Linked DNA regions of Gossypium hirsutum: region 2 is linked to region 1. The links are chromatin contacts, called in public Hi-C maps. All regions are on one chromosome and are shown on one strand. The core of a region is the stretch at or near the end of the contact, and the rest is flanking DNA. Distances in the headings are between cores, read along the strand shown. Region 1 holds the start of LOC107900359 (protein GLUTAMINE DUMPER 5). Region 2 holds the start of LOC107901643 (ubiquitin carboxyl-terminal hydrolase 18).

The links. Hi-C and Micro-C count contacts between places; a contact is called where the count stands out from the background.
Region 2: a Hi-C map of leaf shows a contact between it and region 1, with 4 times the contacts expected there. The contact joins the promoter of LOC107901643 here to the promoter of LOC107900359 in region 1. A contact is called at or near these places in 19 of 34 Hi-C or Micro-C datasets (anther, callus, fibers and 4 more).

What each region holds. Positions count from the first base shown.
Region 1 is chrD06:25,812,507-25,817,008 of Gossypium_hirsutum_v2.1, reverse strand. LOC107900359 (protein GLUTAMINE DUMPER 5) reads left to right here and starts at 1,961. Exons shown (of 1, transcript XM_016825984.2): 1 at 1,961-2,838. The coding sequence starts at 2,138. The coding sequence ends at 2,638.
Region 2 is chrD06:25,992,577-25,997,078 of Gossypium_hirsutum_v2.1, reverse strand. LOC107901643 (ubiquitin carboxyl-terminal hydrolase 18) reads right to left here and starts at 2,187. Exons shown (of 11, transcript XM_016827717.2): 1 at 1,782-2,187; 2 at 778-928; 3 at 623-711; 4 at 419-504; 5 at 168-330; 6 at 1-62. The coding sequence starts at 2,029.

The DNA.
Region 1 (4,502 bases), core at 712-3,211:
AGATGAACCTTTAGTTGTTTTGGTACAGCTAGACATGATATTGGGGTATCAATGACTAAGGAAGTGTATCCATCACAAATCACAATCTTATATTTAAGATTCAACATAAAAAAAATTTTGTTTTTTCCGTCAAAATCTATTAATTTAGTATATTAATTTTTAGTAAATCATATGTAACGTTATATTTAGACAGTTTAATCAATGTGTTAATTCAAAAAATTTTAACAAAAAATGTTAATGATGGATAAAACTAAAAGTACCATGAAGGTCGTTATATTAGTAGTCGAATTGCATTTTGTCCCCTCTATTCAAAAAATGAGCAAACTAGTCCTTGTACATTAGATTAAATAATAAATTGGTCCTTTCTATTAAAAATTTCATTCATTTATACTGTTAAAAACTGGCATGATTGATGAAATAACTAGACAGTGACATGTGATATGCTAGGTATACCTTATGTTGACATACATGGATAAATTTTTAACTGATTAAATTGATAAAAATTTTAACAAAATGACTATTTTCTCTTTAATCTAATATACATGGATTAATTTGCCTATTTTTTTAGTAGATGGGGTAAAATGTAATCTGACTCCTAGTACAGAGGGATCCATGATATTTTACCACTAGTGATATTAATGATTGGATTGTGTTTTTTATTTTAGAAAAAAGTAAGAGGGCATATCTTTTAGCTTTTTAAGTACATATATTAAATCTCAAATTTTGTCAAAGGATTGACCACATATTTTAACCAAAAAATTCACAAATGGTTTAGAATGCAACTATTTATCTTTTTATTTTATTTTATTAATATATGGGTTAATATTTGGTACACTAAAAGTATTTTTTTTCAGTTCAGGCAGCTTTAAAAGATTGTTTCTTTTTTAAAATATTTTACTATAACCCTATAAAAAGTCTAAAAACTTGAGTGATAGTGTAGTAAATATTATTCCTTAATATATTATAAAGGCATGGTAGGATCCTAAATTTATTTGTGAACTTTGTTTATTCTATTGATAATGCATACAACAATTATTCTAAATAAATAAAATTAAATTTCAAAAAAAAGTTCACAATCAAGTGAAATGAAAAAACTTAGGTTTAGGATCAGCAAGTTGAAGCAATATGGGATTAGATTCAAATGGATTAATTATTGATTCCAACTTAAAATCCAGCTTGGGATTTGTCATTTTGATCCCATTCATGTGCGAAAGCAACAATTGGATTATGAATTATACATGTTGAAAATATTATAATACAAGGCATAACGGATTAAGAAATGAAATTTTTTGAATGTTTATATATTATAATTATGTACGAAGAGATTACTCAAAACTCGAAATTTCACTTAAATCAACAATATCAAAATCAATATTTTCTTTTAAATGATTAAAGGAGGAGGGGGAATGCATTGTTTAAAGATTTGGAATTGAAAAAAGAGCATCCAGGAGCTTTCGCGTCAGGTTAAGTTTGGTGTATCTTATTGGCAAACACCAATACCATTTTATCCAAAAGCAAAAATGCTATGCCTAATATTCTATATATAAACACCCATGAAGTGGCGCTGCCTGCGGAATGGGTCCAATAGTTTTCGGCCCGACATGGTCGCACCATGTCATCGTCTATTGCCTCCTCAGATATTTATACTTTTAAAATTTAATAATTACGGAATTAAATTTGAACTCAAATGGTTGGAGTTATCCAGCAAATTAAATTGAAGCATCTTAATTCAAGCTTATAGGCTTAATAGGATTTTTTTTTTTAAAGTGTGGGTTTTTATTTATTAAATTTTCTTGTGAAATTATTTATTCTTTAAAATGGTATATAAAATGTATAGAGGTAAAAACTTAATTAAAACTCAAATTCGAATAATGGATATTAATTAAATGAATTCAGCCAAACTCGAAGAAATATCAAACAAGATGGTTAAAGAACAACATAAACAAAACAAAACTTAACCTTAAATCAAAAGACAGAATTTTTGTCTTTTTCATTAATTAATTATCACACTTTTGCTACTTATAAATAACAATCCTGGTTTTCTCTGTTTCTCAGGTTGAATCACAAATTAACCTTCCATTTCCGAAAAGACACCAACCCACAACCCTGTTTCCATTAAAGCAAAACTCAGAAGAAAATGAGACCCATTGGTCACGTCAACACAATGAAAGAAGCACCAAAGCCCTTAATGGCGCAACCACGCTCCCCATGGCACTCACCCGTGCCTTACCTCTTCGGAGGCCTAGCAGCCATGCTGGGTCTCATTGCTTTTGCTCTCTTCATCTTAGCTTGCTCCTACAGGCGAACCCCCAACAACGATGGCGGTGAAGAAACAGACGTTGAAAGCAGCGATTCAGTGAAGGAAGTAAAGGTTTACGAGGAGAAAATATTGGTGATAATGGCTGGTGAACTCAAGCCTACGTTCTTGGCTACCCCTGTTTCAAATAAGGCTCCCTCGTTTGGTGATAAAAATGGTGGATTCGTGGGCGAACAAGGATCGGAGAAAGGTGGAAGCGGTGAGAAAGTGAAACCAAATATGAGCAGTGATGATAATCATCAACGATTGCCAACAACAATAACAGAAAATTCTGCCGACCCAGTGAACAATGAAACAGGACAAATCCAACACCAAAATTAAAAACCAGTTAGCTTAGCTTAGCTCTGTTTTGTTTTGTTTTTAGGTTGATGTTTGGGTTTCGGCTTATCGGTCCCGAGAAAATTGTTGTTTTTAATTTGATCATGGGGGAATGTATATTTTGCAGAGAAGGTAAAAATAGACGTAAAACAGAATTTTGTTCCTAAATTTTAACAATAAATCTTGTGTACATTGAGATTTCAGTTGTTTTGCAGTTGGCCTAACCAGCCCTGTTTTACTTTTTTTTCATGTGCCATCACAACAATAATGCAAACTCGATCCCTTCATGGAGGATTTTACCGGCAGAAAAGGGCGTGGAATTAGAGTTACCCGACCCCCAAAATTTCACCCATTCCTCAATTTAAACTTACTTGCAGCTCAAAAATAGCTTTAACTCAAATTAAAACTGATTTAAACAGCTTGGAACAATTGTGAAACATCTCAATCTTAGAATAGAATAAATTTGAAATTTTTAAATCTCTAATTGGAATGATTTGATTCTGAAATAATTCCAACTTAAAATAATATTCACCCAAATTAAAATTATTTAAAAATTTATAAAACTCCTAAACTTAATTGATTGAGAGATAAGAGTGGTAACAAAAGCTAAAAAAGGTACAACACCCTAATTAGACGTTCAGAGGTTTGCTAGTACAAAAAGAAATTATGATATAAATTTAATTACAAAATGGAAGAATAAAGCAAAGGACATTGAAGTCACCAATTTCTCCATTTCTTGGGCACCAAGCAGATATGAGACGCATGCTGCCTATTATTAAGATTTGTTAATGAAAAGGCAAACCTTAAACAGCTGGCTGTCAGAACTGCGCCGCGACTCGACGCCACCATTTCTTCTTAAATTTAAGCGCAAACTATTAAAATATATTCATTTCTATTTGTTTGAGAATAATTTATATTTTACTAATTTATGTTATCTTATTATAATATTTTAATCACTGAGCGTTAATTACCGTTAATAGTGCAACGATAAATTGACGTGAGCGTTAATTACCGTTAATAGTGCAACGATAAATTGACGTGACATATTAAATCATAATTTCAAACAGAAATTTTAGATTAAATTATAAAATCGGTCCCTATATTTTTTTTATTTTTAGCAATTTAATTTTTTCATTTACGTTCTTTGAATTTTCCTTTTTCTTTTCTTTATTTTTCTCTTCTCCTTCTCTTTTATTTTCCTCCCTTTTCAATTCTTTAACGTAATTTTTCTATTTTTCATTTGTTAAAATCAATCCCCATACTTTCATTTTTTTGAACAATTTATTTTTGTTCTTTTTATTTCATCATTTTCTTTTTCTTCTTCCTCTTTATTTTTCCTTCTTCTCATATTCTTCACGGCAAAAACATAATCTTTACCCACCTAATAAACTAAGTCTTTATTTTTTTCACATGATTCCTAAATTGAATTTTACTCAAAACCAAATATCAATCATTCTTAATCAAATCTCGATTTGAATATAACATAATCTTGAAACTAAAATTAGATTTAACTAATCAATATAAAAAAATCATATCATTAATTAAATCTAAACATAAATTGAATTTTTTATATTCAAAACAATTTTTTTTCGTTTTCAAAATTTTACAAAATCGTTTAGATCATTTATTTCATTTTCTTTTATTTTCTGACGAATAAAATTGATATAAACCTTCTTAGATATTCTCAAGCAAGCTTGATTGAAAACAGAGCATGGATGAACCGAAGAGAGAAAGGGAGCATGGAACCAAACTGGTTCGGGTAAAGTTGAGGGTAAGTTTAGTCATTGAAAAAGTAAAACTCGTTTAAAGAATCCATGAAATAACGTAATTTCAAAAAAACGAGAATGTTGTAGGTAAAATAGATAAA
Region 2 (4,502 bases), core at 938-3,437, 180 kb before region 1:
CAACAGCTTTTTCTCCACCGAATTCATCAAGGCAAACTGATTGCATCGTGTCAATAGCAAACCTGAAAGAATAAAACGAAAAAAAAGATCCAGTAATCCATAATTTCCTCAAGTTAATTTCAGTAGATGTTAAAAGAGAATGCAATCACATACAAAGTAATACCAACCTCATGAATTCATGAGCATCCTCTTGTCTTCCATAACCAAGATTACCTCCAATATTAGGCAACCGTGACAGAATATTGATTGGTGAAAATGGATGCAAACTTTGTCTTGATCGTTCGACATGAATTTGAAATTCGCACATAAAGCACCAATCATTGCGTCTGCCTGGAGAATGGAAATAAAAAATATAAAGGTCACATGCTGTTCAAGAACCTAGAGATGAAAACCTATTAGCTCTAGTTTCTCAACTTACATTCTTTCCGATGGCCTTTCTCCAACAAGTAAGCAACAAGCGGTCGAGTGGAAACAAGGCATTGCAGAACAACATTAGCGAAGCAACTGCAGAAACAAACAGGAAAAGATAAACCAAATAGAGATGGAACACAAACTGATCTAATCTAATCATATGTAAAGAAGGCTTCAACTAGAAGAATTAATAAGCATGGTAAAAATGAACCTGTTTCCACAATTTAAGAGTCCACATGGAGGGAATCCTGGTTTCTCCCAGTTGAAAAGCTTTACAAACTCATCGTATGGGAAAAGAACCTGAAAATTTTGAATATGAATTTCATATTTACTTATATTGGTTTTACAAAGGGCCAAAAGATTAACCTTTCTCGGTTTCTTGATAATCTTAGAGGTTCCACTGACAGGAACCAGAGCAACTCCTGAAAACGGTTTGGTGGTTGTAGTTTGTGTTGAATTTACTTTGCACTTTGTCTTATGCCCATCCTTCCAGTCCACCTGTTGGCAGGCTGAGGAGCTGAAAAATGAAGCAAACATAAAGATTAAACCATCCACTTGATAGAAGAATTTATGTAACCATAAGTTGACGAACTTATAGGTTCGCAAATCATAGCCCACAGGCCTGTAATCTGACACGTCTCATTTTCTAATACCAGAAAGCAAATGCAGAACTTTTAAAGTCAAGGCAGCACCGGGAGAAAGGGGGCCTTTGTTAAGTTAAGCAAATATAACTACAATCAAGGCATCTTTTTGTATAATTGACTGATAGACTGATCAAAATTTCAACACTGAACTAGCTGGGCATTCAGTTTATTGACATAATCAGTGTCAATAAGTAGGCTCAACCTAGATTAAGCACAACAGTACGTTTATAAAGAAAAAAAATTCAAGCCAAATGCTTTATTAAAAGAAGAAGCTAAATTCCTGGAAAACGTTCTAACATCGACAACAAAAACACTTCTTTCTAACCCATAATTAACAAACCAAACTAATAAAAAGCAAAGTAAATTAAGAAAACTAAAATAGATAAAGAAAACCCACGAATGTCAACAATAAGCACTTAAACCACTGTGTCGAGAAACGCCACCAGTAAATAACAGTTAGAGAAACGCCACCAGTAAATAACAGTTAGAGAAACTTCAAAAAGCAGTTAATCACTAAGATGCTTACGAGTATTAAAAACATAGAAAAATAAATAAATAACCTTTTTTATCTTCTTTTTTTTTTACTTTTCGATAATCCCGAAACGTTAAAGAAACAGCTCAAACAATATTAACAACAGCAATTAACAGCCAAAAAAAAAAGCAATCAAGGAGTACGATCATACAAGGACAACGAATTCTTCTGGAGAAAAAAAAAGGCGTGCGTACCAATAACGAACGGATTTGCAACGAGAGCACTTCTTGAAGGCGGGATTAGAGCATACGGCGCAAGGGAAGTGATCGGCGTCCATGGGGATGGAAGGCATTGGTTGGTCCCGATCGAAATTGGCGTCGACCTCGAAGTATTTCGACGCCGTGTTCTTCAGCAAGCGAAGAGACACAAATGCGAAAATGAAGAGCGTGAAAATGAATTGCAGGAACCAATTCAGATCCAACGTTATTCCGCCGACATGCATCTACACAGCCTTCTCGATCCCGGTTCTAGGGTTTTTCTTCATCGATTTCTTTTTTATTTTTTATTTTCCTTTCTGTGCCACTCTATCACAGTTCCCCTTTACCAATTTTATCTTTTCTTTTATTTTTTTTTAATTTAATTACTCTATTTCTCTCGAAACCCCTAAGCCAAAATTAGCAAACCCATTCCCTATTTAACAGGATATTTATTTTCTTTTTTCTTTTTTCTTTTTAATTCTCCACAAGTGTATCTAATTTCTAAAGTACTAGTAAGTAATAATAATTATTGATATTGTGATAAAAATTTATAAATAATTGTGTTAATTAAATTTCGATTGTGCACTCAAATTCATTTTATTTTTTAAATAAATTATATTATTTATATAATTTTTTAATATATTTTAATAATTTTTAAGGTGAGTTGGTATCCGATTGATTTATCCCAACAATTCAATTAAAGATTTAAATTTATATGATTTATATGATAGTATAGATACATGTGTATATATTATAAATATTTTTATGTTCATAGTTGCTTTTGTATCTCTTTTGTTAAATATATACATATTTAAGTAGATTATATTATTAAGGGTAACCTAAATTTATAGCCACTTTAAAATAGTGTTTGTCCTATTTTGATTATTTTAAACTTTTTTCTTAATAATCACTCTAAATAAAATAATTGTGTGAATTAGTCACTGTTGTTAAAATTTTTTGTTTTCTTTTAACAGAATACTGATGTGGCACAATAGCGCATTGAGTGATTGACATGTGGTATTTTTTATTTGACTTTTGATTAAAGTTTAAAGATCTCTCTATAAAGTTTAAGGGGAAAAGGTTTTGGACTAATTAAAGGGAGGTCCCTAAACTTTAGTAAAAAATCAACAAGAAAATGTCATGTGGCAGTCATTTAATGTGCTAATGTGCCACGTCAATAATTTGTTAAAAGAAAATGAAAATTTTAACGGCTATGATTAATTCACACAATTATCTTATTTAAAATACTTAAATTAAAAAAATAAAATGACCAAAATAAGACAAATCCTATGGATGTAGTTTTTGTAATAAGTTAATATAAAGTAGTCTACAAATCAAGTGATACTATATATAACCCTTCTTTTAACAAGTGACGTGAATGGTTTTTTTATGCAATTAACTTAAAAGAAATAATTATTTACAAAAATAATCCTAGTCAAATTTATGTACGAAAATTATATGTTCTCTACAGTGACCACCAGTGCCACCTGACATACTGGCGACATCGCCCCCTTATCATTAGCCAATCAATGACTTTTTAAAAAAATTTTGGATACCACCACCGTGTTAGGTGGTACCAATATGTAATTTTTCAAATATTCATTACAAATACGGATATTCAAGGAGGGAAAAATGAGAGTAGAAAGAAAGAGATATAAGAGAAATATAAAAGGATGAGAGAGAAAGAGACATGGGAGAAAGATAGAGGGATGAGAGAAGAAAAGTCAAATATGAGAAAGGAAAGAGAATAATAAATATTTAGAATAAAAATATGAAAGGGAATTGAATATTTTATGAAAAATAAAGAATCAAATATAAAAGAGGAAAGAGAATAACATATATGGAAAATAAAGAATCAGATATGGAAAAAAAAAAAGAAAATAACAAATACGGAAATATGTATTTTTCATAAAATATTAAATACCCTTTTATATCTCTATTTTTCATATATATTATTCTATTTCCTTTCTCATATTTGATTATCTATTTTCAATATATGTTATTCTCTTTCCTTTTTCCATTCAAATTTCTCTTCTTTTTCTCAATTGAAAGCTTTAATCGTTGTACTTAATAACCACCAATTTTTTCATTTACAGTATCCTTTCGTACCGATTTCAAGACTAAAAAAGAGATTTCCTTCTTCTCATTGAATTTTATAGTTCAGATCTCCTAGTAGCCCAGCTCCAAATGTTTTAAAACAATAACTAAAGCTTTGAACTATTTTTTCTACAATGTTTTTTTTTAAATATCACTGGTGCCACCTAAAATGATGAGGAAACCTAAAAATATATATATTTTTAAAAAATTTCAACGGGTGCCGCCTGACAGCCTGACGACACTCATTAAATTTTTTTTCTTTTTTTTTTCCTTCCTGAATACCCATATTTTTAACAAGTATTTTGAAAAAATACATACTAGTGTTGAGTTGTTTGACACAATGATGACACCCACAAAAATTATGTTAAAAAAAAGATGATTGATTAATTATGAGGGGGCGGTGCTACCTATGTGTCAAGTGACACCGACGATCACTGTAGAAAACAGATCATTTACGTACATAAGTTTTAACTTAAGTTATTTTCATAAATAATGAATTATTTTGGTTAGTTAAATAAAAAAACTTGACATAAATAAATGATTACAATAAATACAATTTTAATATAAAGTGAATTCGCGGGAAAATCAAAGGGTAAACATTAGTGCATTTAAATTTAAAAA